2 separate regions of the Ovis aries genome follow, and region 2 is linked to region 1. A link is a contact called in public Hi-C data. All regions are on one chromosome and are shown on one strand. Each heading gives the region's core, a stretch centred on a gene start, on an enhancer-like site or on the middle of the called end of the contact. The rest is flanking DNA. Distances are from core to core; before and after follow the strand shown.

Evidence for each region. Hi-C and Micro-C count contacts between places; a contact is called where the count stands out from the background.
Region 2: a contact with region 1 is called in a Hi-C map of hypothalamus, with 2.9 times the contacts expected there. The contact joins the enhancer-like site here to the promoter of VSIR in region 1. A contact is called at or near these places in 3 of 16 Hi-C or Micro-C datasets (blood, hypothalamus and omental adipose tissue).

The regions. Positions count from the first base shown.
Region 1 is chr25:27,151,872-27,157,484 of ARS-UI_Ramb_v3.0, forward strand. It overlaps VSIR (V-set immunoregulatory receptor), which reads right to left and starts at 2,705. Exons shown (of 7, transcript XM_004021444.5): 1 at 2,494-2,705. The coding sequence starts at 2,575. The region is part of intron 4 of LOC101107570 (cadherin-23); the gene reads left to right.
Region 2 is chr25:27,192,648-27,198,260 of ARS-UI_Ramb_v3.0, forward strand. It overlaps LOC101107570 (cadherin-23), which reads left to right. Exons shown (of 34, transcript XM_060406593.1): 27 at 881-1,137; 28 at 1,487-1,584; 29 at 1,973-2,093; 30 at 2,177-2,256; 31 at 2,388-2,428; 32 at 2,579-2,639; 33 at 3,107-3,236; 34 at 3,337-5,613. The coding sequence ends at 4,191. Among named protein-coding and RNA genes, the nearest start is that of PSAP, 36 kb to the right of the region's middle. Within about 2 kb of position 2,789, at least 14 of the 54 cell types and tissues checked have an H3K27ac peak or open chromatin away from gene starts, as enhancers often do. A contact at or near this core is called in hypothalamus, where this site is marked.

The DNA of each region.
Region 1 (5,613 bases), core at 1,455-3,954:
GGAGGTCAGACCCAAGCAGGGAACCTTTGCCCTACTTTGGAGAAAAAGAGAGCAACCAGCCCAGCCAGGGGCTCCCCAATATAGCTGGGGACCCCTTCCATGGCCTCAAGGCTGCTTCTCTCCACCCCAGGGCTTCTGGGCAGAGGATTGTGGATTTCCTAAGACTAGTCTTTGCTGTGTCAGAGGCTTGCACCATTGGGTTACTCAACAAGGGCCTGCAACACTGCTTACCATACAGGGAAGGATGGGCTCCTCCTTCCCCAGTGCACCTCCATGGACTAGACCCAGAGCTGGAGACTCCTGGGTCAGCCTGTGAGGTCATGGCAAGGTCAATAACTTCCATAGGCCCTAGGGATGCCAAAGAGGAAGAAGAGGCTCTGCCATCCTTGGGGTCTTCTGGGTCCTGGCCTCCTAGGTACCTCCCTCCACCCATCTCACCCTGAGTCAGGTCCAGGAAAGGGGTATCTGCAACTTCTCCTGGGCTCCCTAAGCATCAGGCTCACCACCACCATTCTCCACGGTGCTGGCCTGGCCCCAAGAGCTAGAGAGCAGGTCTGCACCAGCCACCCCACCTCACCTTCCCAAAGCATCAATCCTGCCCAGGGCAACCCAGCACCTCAGCGGGCTGGTAAGCATCAAACCTGCCCAGGGCAGGAACCTAGCGGGCTGGTAAGCAGGTCTATTCAGTTCACAGACCCTCTGGACCATGCCTGCAATTAGGCCTGGCCATCTCTTAGCCCCCTTGTTGCACACTCTACTAGGTAGCAGCATGAATACTCATTAGCACACCCATATTACAGTTAGGAATACTGAGTCCCAGACTAGTTCAAACCTAAGAGAATTCTCGTGACTCCTTTCAGTGGAAGACTGCTTCAAACCCTAATTATCGCCCTGAGCTGGGCCCAGGAAGAGATGGAGTACCCAGCTGTCTCTGGGAGGTCTCCGAGCTGTGTAGACAACACGAAGCGAGGGGCTCCGAGCCTCCGTGCTGCTGGCTGCTCGTGAGCCAGTGCTCTCTGCGCTCCTCCTCTGGAGTTCAGTTTCCCAAACTGGGGCTGCTGAGCAGAGAGCAGACCAGCCAGAGGAGGACCCAGGGCAGGGCTAAGAGAACTGACGGCCTCTCAGGGTTACTTGGAGAGGCTGGGACAGGGCAGGGCTCTGTAGCCAGCAGGCTGCTGGCCTTCCTGCCTGCCACCATCCCCTGCTCCTCTGGGAAACCATGTCTGCCACGAGCCATGGCCTTGGTGCTGAGACTGCTCCCCCACCCGCTTGGACTCTTCCTGGGGAGCACCCAGTCGAGGGCTTAGGCAGCCATGTCTGCGGGGTGTGGGCTCCCTCCCCCTCATAGGAGGCCAGGCCAGCCTTCCAGCACTGAGATGGCATGAGCCTGCCTGCCCTCAGTTTCTGAGGTGTTCTCCAGGTTCTCTCAGGCTCCTCCTCTTGCTCTTACCCTGTCATCCGCTCCCTCCTCTTCTTCCGACTCGCTCACTGGGTCCCATGCCAAGCTCCCCAGCTCCCTCCTGCCTCCCTCCGACTCCCTGCATGACTCACACTTTCCCTCCGCCTTCCCAGGGAAAAAGTTTAAAAGTTGAGTTCCATAGGCTGCCTGCTGGTCCCCTCCTCCCTCACGATGCAATTTCTCCAATCCTAGACAGACAAGAACTGTCGGCCAGACTATGGGTGCCAGGACCTCCTTTGCCCACCCCCCAACTCAGGGAGCCCCTGTGTCCTGACCAGCATACCACTTAGAGCTGTGAAAGTCTGGACTTTGGAAGAGGAAAGTGACACCTTCCCGTGTATGGCTTCTGTGTTTGAGCTAAGGAAACTGAGGCCCGAAAGATGCTATAAGTTATCCAAGGACCTAGAAGGGGCTCATAACTGAGCTGGGAAATGCCCCCATGTTCTCCCCAGTCCCCCTGGGGGCAGCTTTGCTAGAATGCCGGGAATCGGCTAACCGCTCAGCACTCAGACCCTCAGAGGGGTGTGCATGTCCAGCAGTAGACCAGTGGCCACACTGACCAGTGCCCACCAAGGGTCAACCGTGAGTGTCACCAGGGTATAGGACAGTGGCTGTGAGTATACAACTCCCCTACCGTGTGAGATCCTGGAGCCCTAAGGCGGGGCAGGGAGATGCCGCAGGTGTCAAATGCTAGGGGCATTCACTAGAACACACTGGGTTGTCTCCACCGGGTCCACCTCCTGTTCGGCAGAAGGTGCTCGTGCCCTGGGCTCCCTGGGCTGGGAAGGCTTGGACAGGCAGCCGCTTAGGCAGCTGTCAGCAAACAGATGTGCCCATCACCCAGCCAGGGCACTTGGCAGAGAGCTGCTGCCCGCTGCCAAGTAGTCCTAGCAGCCTCTCTGCCGCGGGGGGTGCGGTGGGTCACAGGCGGCTGAAGGGGGCTCCCAGGGCACCCCCGTCTGACCTGTGATCCCTACCCTGCCCGCTGTGTTCTCCCGGTGCTCCTCCCCCGCACCCAGGCTCGCCAACCTTACCTCGGGAGGCAGCCAGGAAGAAGGCGAGGAGCACAGGCCTCCAGCGCCGGCTGCCAGCCTCCGGGACTGGGGGAAAACCCATGTCGCCGTCGGGCAGAGCTGCGTCTGGCGCAGCGGGGCCAGAGCGGAGCCCAGGGGCGCGCAGAGGGTACTCCTGGTTCGCAGCGAGCGGACGGGACGCGGCCGGCGGGGAAACCTCCAGGCGAGTGAGTGTCGAACAAGTGAGCGCAGACGGCCGCCCGCTCCGGGGGCCCCACAGCACCCCCGGGCGGCCATGGAGGGCACTGCCTCTCCAAGGCTCCACGGGAGGGACTTCCCGCTGTCCCGCACGGCCTGGCCCTGTAGGGTGGGGGAGCCAGGCAGTATCCTAGAGAGTCAGTAGCGCAGCTTGATTGCTAGTTTCAAGCCTTTTCTTCTCTCCTCTATTCCTGTTTGCAGAGGATTAGTATTGGTGCAAAGCCTGAGAAGTACATCTACGTCTAACTTAGCATCCTCATCATAGATTGTATCAGCCCTCACCCACCAGCAGGGGCTTGAACCGATCACCCTCCAACCCAGCCCAGGTCCTGATATGTAGTAGGCACTCCCAGTAGTGGAATGGATGGATGGGATCTAACTTTTGTAAAGAGCTGGGTAAGTTGGAGCAGGCTCGACTGTAGGTTCCAGAGCCTGCAACACTCTTGTGCACATGTATGTACCCATGCATAGGTGCAGGCTTGGCACACCCCTACACTGGGACACGTGTGTGTGGGGGGGTGTGCACACAACATGGGGTAGTGTGTCCCATAGAAAATCACCAGCACTCCCCTGGCCCAGGCCCCAGCATCACCTCCCACCTTGCAGCCTCTCTTACTCCCTGTACCTCAGATGTCTGCAGGACGCTCTCACACGTGCCCACCTCTAGCCCTCTGCTCTTGCACCACACCCAGTACTGGCGCTCCTGGCAATGTCTCTCTCCTTTCTTCCAGGTTCTTCTTATCGCTCAGGGCTCAACTCAGGCTCTTTCCCTTTACAAAGCACCCTGAATCTCCCCTGAAGGTCTCCAAACAGTCTACAACCCCTTTGTCTACCACACCAAGCCTGGTGTTACCAAATATCTGGCCTCCCCCCAGGCTCATTTGCCCTCCTGGGCTAGACTATGAGCTTTTGGAAACCAGGGTCTGTCTCTGATGTTTCCGAGTCCCTGGCACAAAACTGGGCATAGGGGAGATGTTTGATACACACTTCTCTGAATGGATAAGTTGATGTGTGAGTGAGTAGTGATTTCCCAAATAGAAGTGGAGGTGACAATGGTAAGGGCCAGGGATCAGGGGAGAGGGAGAGCCCAGCACTGTACTCTGTTTACCCCCGCCTAGGTGAAGCTTCCAAAGGCTTTGCCGACCTGTTAAGGGTCTTGACCTCACAAGCAACACCCAGGCTGAAAGACAAAGTACAGTCAGAGTCTGTGTGGGTCAGGATGGTGAGACTCAAGGAAAGCCAGGAACTCTGGGTATCCCATGGGCAGACTAGTCCAAGTCAGAGATTCTCTGAATGCTTCCAGCCCTCACTCCCAGGGTAGGGAGAGCTGCAACAGAGGAAGGGTGGGCATCATGCTATTACTATGTGAACTGGCATAGGCCTAGTCTCCCTGAAGCCAGGGACTCCCCCTGGGATGGGAGTCCCAGTGATTTCCAGGACATAATCCAAGTTCTTGGTCACAGTCCTGATCTTGTGACCCTACTTTAGGGGACAGCCTGGGCCCTTCTTCCTGTCAGAGTGTGAGTTCTTCCACCCAGGGAAGTTACAAAGCCAACTGAAACCAGGTGGGTACCAGGCGCCCTTCCCACCCTGGCCATCGTCCGGTGGAAGTGAGGTGGGGTCACTGTAGGGTGAGACCCTGGAGCACCTGCTCTCCCTCCCCTCCTCCCTTCCTGGCTTGGCCTGGCCCTGACCACCCTTGAAACCAGACTCCCTCTGCCCCAGGACCTAGAAGGTGGGTGTGAGGAGGCTGGGATTGGGGGAGAGGAGCAACTGCTCTGCCAACCCCTTACCTAGAGGGCGAGAACACCTGAGCTGGGCCCAGTCCCCCTGCCCTCCACTTGCTTCCTCCCCACCACACTCCCCCCACCCCAGTGAGCCTTCTAGGTTTGCATCAGGGTGAGACACAGAGGCATTGCCCAAGGTGTGGGCATGGTCCAGAAACCTCAGGCACTGTTTCTGCAGTATCAGGGCAGAAGAACTTGGCTGAGAGGGCCTTTGGGGCACCAACTTCCTCCTCACACTAGAGGCCAGGGGAAGTCAGACCCACCTCCCCCTCCAAGCTCCGGCCTGGTCTTAGAGAGAAGGGGACCACAGAGGAGCTCTGTGAGAGCCCCCCCTGACTCTCAGTCCTGCACTGGTTAGAGCCACTTCCAGGAGTCTGGGAAAATGGGCAATGTCAGTACCACCACCCTCTTGGTGAGGCTGCAGGGTGGCGCTGGCATGTCTTGTGGCAAAAGGGGCTCAGAAGGATGAGGGGCCGGGCTCCTCGCTGGTGGTGAGCGCTCGCAGCTGCATCTGTGTGCGGAGCCACAGATCACACCGTATCCTTCCTTGACAGTTATCTTTACTCAAAGATTTGGGCCCTCCACCACCATTTTTAATGGAAACTAACAAACACCTTCTGGGGATAAAAAGTGTGAAACTTACATGAGCTTTCAATAGGAGAGATTTCAAAGATATTTCATTCTTGGGATAAATGCTTCAGGGGTGTTCCCCAGTTCAGTGCAAGTCCCCATTCCACTCTGGTGAGAAAGTCTGAGAAATGTCAAAACAGTGCATTTTCCTTCACTGTGTGATTGTAATTTTTATGAAGAGTCATTGAGACTCTAAGACCCAAAAGAGTATCTCTCCGATGGAGCAGGGGTTCAGACTGATGGTGCCAGATCAGCTCCTTGGAATGTCTGAACCAGAAGGGATGTTAAAGAACAAGTCGGGTCCTTCACTAACAGACAGAAACGGTCCATAAAGGATCTCTGTGACATGTCCAAGGTCACCGAGCCCCATCTCCAGGTTTCCAACACTACCTGCTTTGGAAACAGTTCTAGCAACCGCCTAACACACCCCACCCAACCCCTGCCAAGATCCAGAGCTGCAGCTGTC
Region 2 (5,613 bases), core at 1,539-4,038, 41 kb after region 1:
CACCTCACTCTCCCCTGCATCAGGCATTGTACTAGGTACGAACTGGGGAGCCAGAATTCAAAAGGCACACTTCAGCCTAAAAGTGTGCATGGTTGCTTGTGCATCTGCCTGTGTGGAGAGCTGAGCATCTCTGGGTTAGGTTCCAGAAGGTGTCCCAGTGGGTGTCCCAATCAAACCTCCAGCTCCAGCCCCTTCCCTGCACTTTGCTGCCCACAGCAATCAATTCAGGTTCTTTGACCTGGCTTTCTAGGCTCATCAGCTCCTCCTTCTAATCCCACTTTCTGGTTCCACAGCCCTTTTTACCCTTAAGGGCACGGCTCCCACTCAGGCTGAACTACTCACCATTCCTTCAGCCTGCTTCACACCATCCTGCCTGGGCCTTGGATCCCTTTGTGTTCCCTTCCTGGAACACCATCCTGACCTTCATCTCTGCCTTCAGGATGCTCCCCTCACCACCCTCTAAGGTCTAGTTCACATGCCGCCACCTCCAGCCACACCACCGGACAACATCGCTTTGTCCTCCGAGTTCCCACTGCTCTTGAACTAATAAGCAGCTTGCTACAGGTCACAAAGCTACAAAGTGGCAGACGTTGAACCCAGATCTAAGTCTCTGAATACAGTCTTTTAAGAGAAGACTGTGCCGTACCACCGCCGGTCATCTCTCTGCTGTGGTTGTGAAATTCCAAGGCGCATGTGTTATGTGTGAGAAACAGACACGGGGGTGCTCAGAAGTGCTCCGCAGCCTCCCAGCGTGGGATGGCAGGGTCCAGCTTGTCATCCTTGGGCCAGTGCAGCCCAAGTTGTGTTTTTAGTATGCCACGTGTTTAAATAAAACAGAATTCTCTAGAGAAAGTGCACCAGCCATGGGCTGTCCCTGCAGGGAGCGTGGATGGCATCCTGCGCACCTTCGACCTCTTCATGGCCTACAGCCCCGGTTACTTTGTGGTGGACATCGTGGCCCGGGACTTGGCAGGCCACAATGACACAGCTGTCATCGGCATCTACATCCTGAGGGACGACCAGCGGGTCAAGATTGTCATTAACGAGATCCCCGACCGTGTGCGTGGCTTTGAGGAGGAGTTCATCCGCCTGCTCTCCAACATCACCGGTGCTATCGTCAACACCGATGACGTGCAGGTACCCTGAGGAACCTGCTCTGGGTCTAGGGGCAGTGGAGCAAGAAGAGGGGCCAGGACAGGGACAGAGCAGTGCAGAGAGATTGGGGTGTATGAAAGGGATCAGTCATTTCTTAGCTGCCTGAGCATGGTCCTTACAGCTCTCTGGGCCTGTTTCCCCCTCTATAAACTGGGGCTAATAATAGTGTCTGGCCCAGTGCAGTTCAGTGGTCAGCCTCGAGCTTGACCGTTGGTGAGCATTCAGTAGTGCTGGGGTTTGGGCAGGGCAGGGCAGGAGGGGCTGCTGGAAGAGGCCTGCCCCTCCCATGCCTTGCTCCTGCCACGCCTCCCATGATGCCCTTCTCACCCAGTTCCACGTGGACAAGAAGGGCCGGGTGAACTTTGCACAGACGGAGCTGCTCATCCACGTGGTGAACCGCGACACCAACCGCATCCTGGATGTGGACCGGTGGGTGTGCGTCTGTGCTCAGCTGTCTGTCTGCTCCCTGCCCTGGAGTTGGGTCTGTCAGCCTGCCCTGACCCTGGAGTGTGGGAGCAGGGTAACACCATCATGCCTGCTGTATAGGAGTGGGCAGGGCAGGTAGAGAGAAGGTGTGTGAACAGAGATCCACCCCCTGAGCCTTACTCTTCCCATGTGTGAAATGGGACTATTACAGCAATTGTGAGGATCAAGCAGGATCTTATGTGAAGGGATGGTGAAGCTGTAAAATACAAGGTTATCCAAGCTGGGTGGGCCTGAATCTCACAAGGCTTGGTGGGGGGTGAATTTGGGGGCAGACTGGCCTGAGTGGGACGAGCTCTCGAGGAATGGCTGATGCCTCTGCCCCCTCGCCCAGGGTGATCCAGATGATCGACGAAAACAAGGAGCAACTAAGGAATCTGTTCCGGAACTACAACGTCCTGGACGTGCAGCCCGCCATCTCTGTCCGCCTGCCCGATGACATGTCCGCCCTGCAGGTACCCCAGGTGACACCCACCCCCACATTCCCCGTGCTGCCCTGGGTGCTCTCACCCACTCAGGCCCGACCCTGCTCCCCTAGATGGCGATCATTGTCCTGGCCATTCTCCTCTTCCTGGCTGCCATGCTCTTCATCCTCATGAACTGGTACTACAGGACCGTGTGAGTGACCCCTACTGCCCTGCCCTGAGACAGGCTGACCGCAGACAGTCACGGAGGCAGGCAGGGCCATTAGGCCCTAAGGTGCCAGTCCAGCCCCAGCTTCCTTCACCAGCCCCTCTGCTTCTTTCTAGACACAAGAGGAAGCTCAAAGCCATCGTGGCTGGCTCTGCAGGTAAGAGAGGGCTGTGATGGGTGGGGAGATAGGAGGGGCCCCTGAGGGCCTAGAGTGACCGCCAGGGCCTCACAAGGCTGGCTCAGGCCCAGCTCCCCAGCCCCAGCAGGGTGTACCCCTCTACCCCACACCCCAACCCTTCTCCTACAGGGAATCGTGGCTTCATTGACATCATGGACATGCCCAACACCAACAAGTATTCCTTCGATGGGTGAGTGGGGTCCCTGAACCCTGCTGGGTGCACTTTAGGGAAACTCCATCCCCACCCTGGACCAAACTGGGGTAAAGTCTCTACTGCCTCTCAGGCCCTGAGGGCATCATGGACTGGCTGAAACCTGGAGTGTGGGTGCCCCCTGCTGGCCCAAACACCCCTCTCTCCACCCTGACTTGGGCTCCCCAACCTGACTGGGCCACAAGTTCCAGGGAGGCATGGGTACCGGGTGCAAGAGGAGGCCTCCACACCAAAGCCGATCCAGATGGGGATGTTGTCCTGGTTCTTGTGGGATCTTTGAGGGGAGGATGCACCCACAGGTGCCACAGGCAAGGGGCATTTCTTACCACCCTCAACCCCCAGTCCTGTGACAAGATCTTGCCAAGGAAACGGTGGGGGCCATCAAAAGTGTCCGTCCACTCCAGCCTTCCTCTCTCAGCCTTCCCCCAACCCCACTCCATCTGCAGGGCCAACCCTGTGTGGCTGGATCCTTTCTGCCGGAACCTGGAGCTGGCCGCCCAGGCTGAACACGAGGATGACCTGCCGGAGAACCTGAGTGAGGTCGCTGACCTGTGGAACAGCCCTACCCGCACCCATGTGAGCCTGGGCCAGAGCGGGCAGGGGCATGCGCGTGTGCACACATGGACACGTGTGCGTGCCGCCTACTCTTGCTCCAGCGAACGCCTCCTCTCCCCAGGGAACTTTCGGGCGAGAACCAGCAGCAGTCAAGCCTGACGACGAGCGGTACCTGCGGGCTGCCATCCAGGAGTATGATAACATTGCCAAGCTGGGCCAGATCATTCGGGAGGGGCCCATCAAGGTGAGTCGTCCTAGCAGCCTCCTGCACCCAGACCCCTGGCTGGGCTTGGACTCCAGAGGATGCAAGGACGGGGAAGGGTCCTGGGAAACAGCTTCCTCCACCTCTGGGGCCTCAGCTAGACCCACTCTCTGGGGGTCTAGAACAGAGAGCAGCCCTGGGCTGATGAGCTGCTTCAGCCCCAGTGGCCTCAAGGCCAGGACTCCGGTGACAATGGGTCCAGCTGGCCGCTGTCAGCAGGCTCTGCTCCCACCCTCTACCCTAGGATCAGACGCCCAGAGTCACCTTCCATTACCCCCACCTGTCAGGGGAGAGAGAGTGGGGGGTGGGGCAGGAAGGGGAGGGCCTTGGTGGGGGTTAACCCTCTCCCTCCCCCAGGGCTCGCTGCTGAAGGTGGTCCTGGAGGATTACCTGCGGCTCAAAAAGCTCTTTGCACAGCGGATGGTGCAAAAAGCCTCCTCCTGCCACTCCTCCATCTCCGAGGTAGCGGGTGGGCTGGGAGCTGTGTGCTGTGCCCCAGCCCTGGGGGTGCTCTCTCCCTCCCTCTCTTTCATCCTCCTCGGAGTCTCTGAGATGCAGCTAGGACCCAAGACTGCAGTGGGTGGGGGTCCAGGGCGTCAAGACAGTTGGGTTCTGCTCTCTGGACTCTGCAGTGGGCTTTCCCAGGGATGGGTGGGTGCTGAGGCAGTGTTTCTCAGATCTGAGAAACCCCAAGAAGGTATCCTTGAGAGATGATGTCAATTTTAGAAACTGACTGCAGTGCCATGCCAATCACTTTAAACAGTCAGACTTTATCTAAAAAATTCAGACTTCCAGCTGGGCCAATATTCCCCACTGCCAGAGGTGAAAACAGAAACGCTCTATACAGGACAGAAGCACCATTCGCTGTCTCTGCTCGACCTTACCAGTCCCCTCCAGGTTCCACTGTGGACACTTCCCACCTGCCACAGTGAGAGCTGATCCTGCTTGAGACCAGCCCACTAACAAGCCCAGGTTCCACAGTTGCAGTCACAGGATCTTCATAGGCCTCAGAGTGAATACAGGAACTTACACAGATTCTCACAGGAACCCCATGCTCTGCAGAAACACACCTGTAGCACCAGACGCATCTATGGTTCTCCTTTGTACCGTTTGAGCAACATGGTCATAGGCTGCGCAGGCTTCCGTGACTCAAGCCCCAGGGTTCCTTGTGTGCGGTAGGGAGAAAACAAGCCCGTAGCAGGTAGGACTCTGGGGCCATCGACCTGCACACCGGCAGGCCCTGAGCATGTGGGGGTCCCGGCCTCTTGCAGCTGATCCAGACCGAGCTGGAAGAGGAGCCAGGGGAGCGCAGCCCTGGCCAGGGCAGCCTGCGTTTCTGCCACAAGCCGCCTACCGAGCTCAGAGGGCCAGACGGGATCCATGTGATGCACGGGAGCACGGGCACGCTGCTGGCCACTGACCTCAACAGCCTGCCTGAGGATGACCAGAAGGGCCTGGGCCGCTCCCTGGAGACGCTGACGACAGCTGAGGCCAGCGCCTTCGAGCGCAACGCCCGCACAGAGTCCGCCAAATCCACACCCCTGCACAAGCTTCGCGACGTGATCATGGAGAGCCCCCTGGAGATCACGGAGCTCTGACTAGATGCGGGGAGCCCACCTGGTATGAGCAGCGCAGCGCCCCCCAGGGCCAGAGCAGGGGCAGGACCTCCAGGGTGCAGGCCCCTCCGGGGGCAGCTATGGGCACACAGCCTTGGGCTGGCCCAGCAGCAGGGCCTGCCTCAGCTGCTCGGATTCCACTTCTGCCAGACGCTCATTCGGCATCTGATCTCTACCTTCATAAAATGTTATTTTTTTAAGAAAACCAAACAAATGGTAAGCATCTAAGGATGAGATAAGGAGGGTCACCAAGAGCCCAGGAGTCTGATCCAACTTGGCCTAGGCTGAGCTGAAAGAGGCCAAGCCTGCCCTCTCCCCTCTCCCCCACCCAGCCCTGTCCCCCCAACCCTAGCCCCACTGCACAGGAGCCCAGCGCAGGCATGCCCTGCCCGGCCTTGACTCTTGGACTCCAGTTCAGTCCCAGCACATTTCTGCCACAGCCCTGACTGGACAAGCAGGTGGGGGCAGGGAGTCCTCCCTGTCTCCCTACACGGACACAGTCAACGTCAGCAAACAGCAC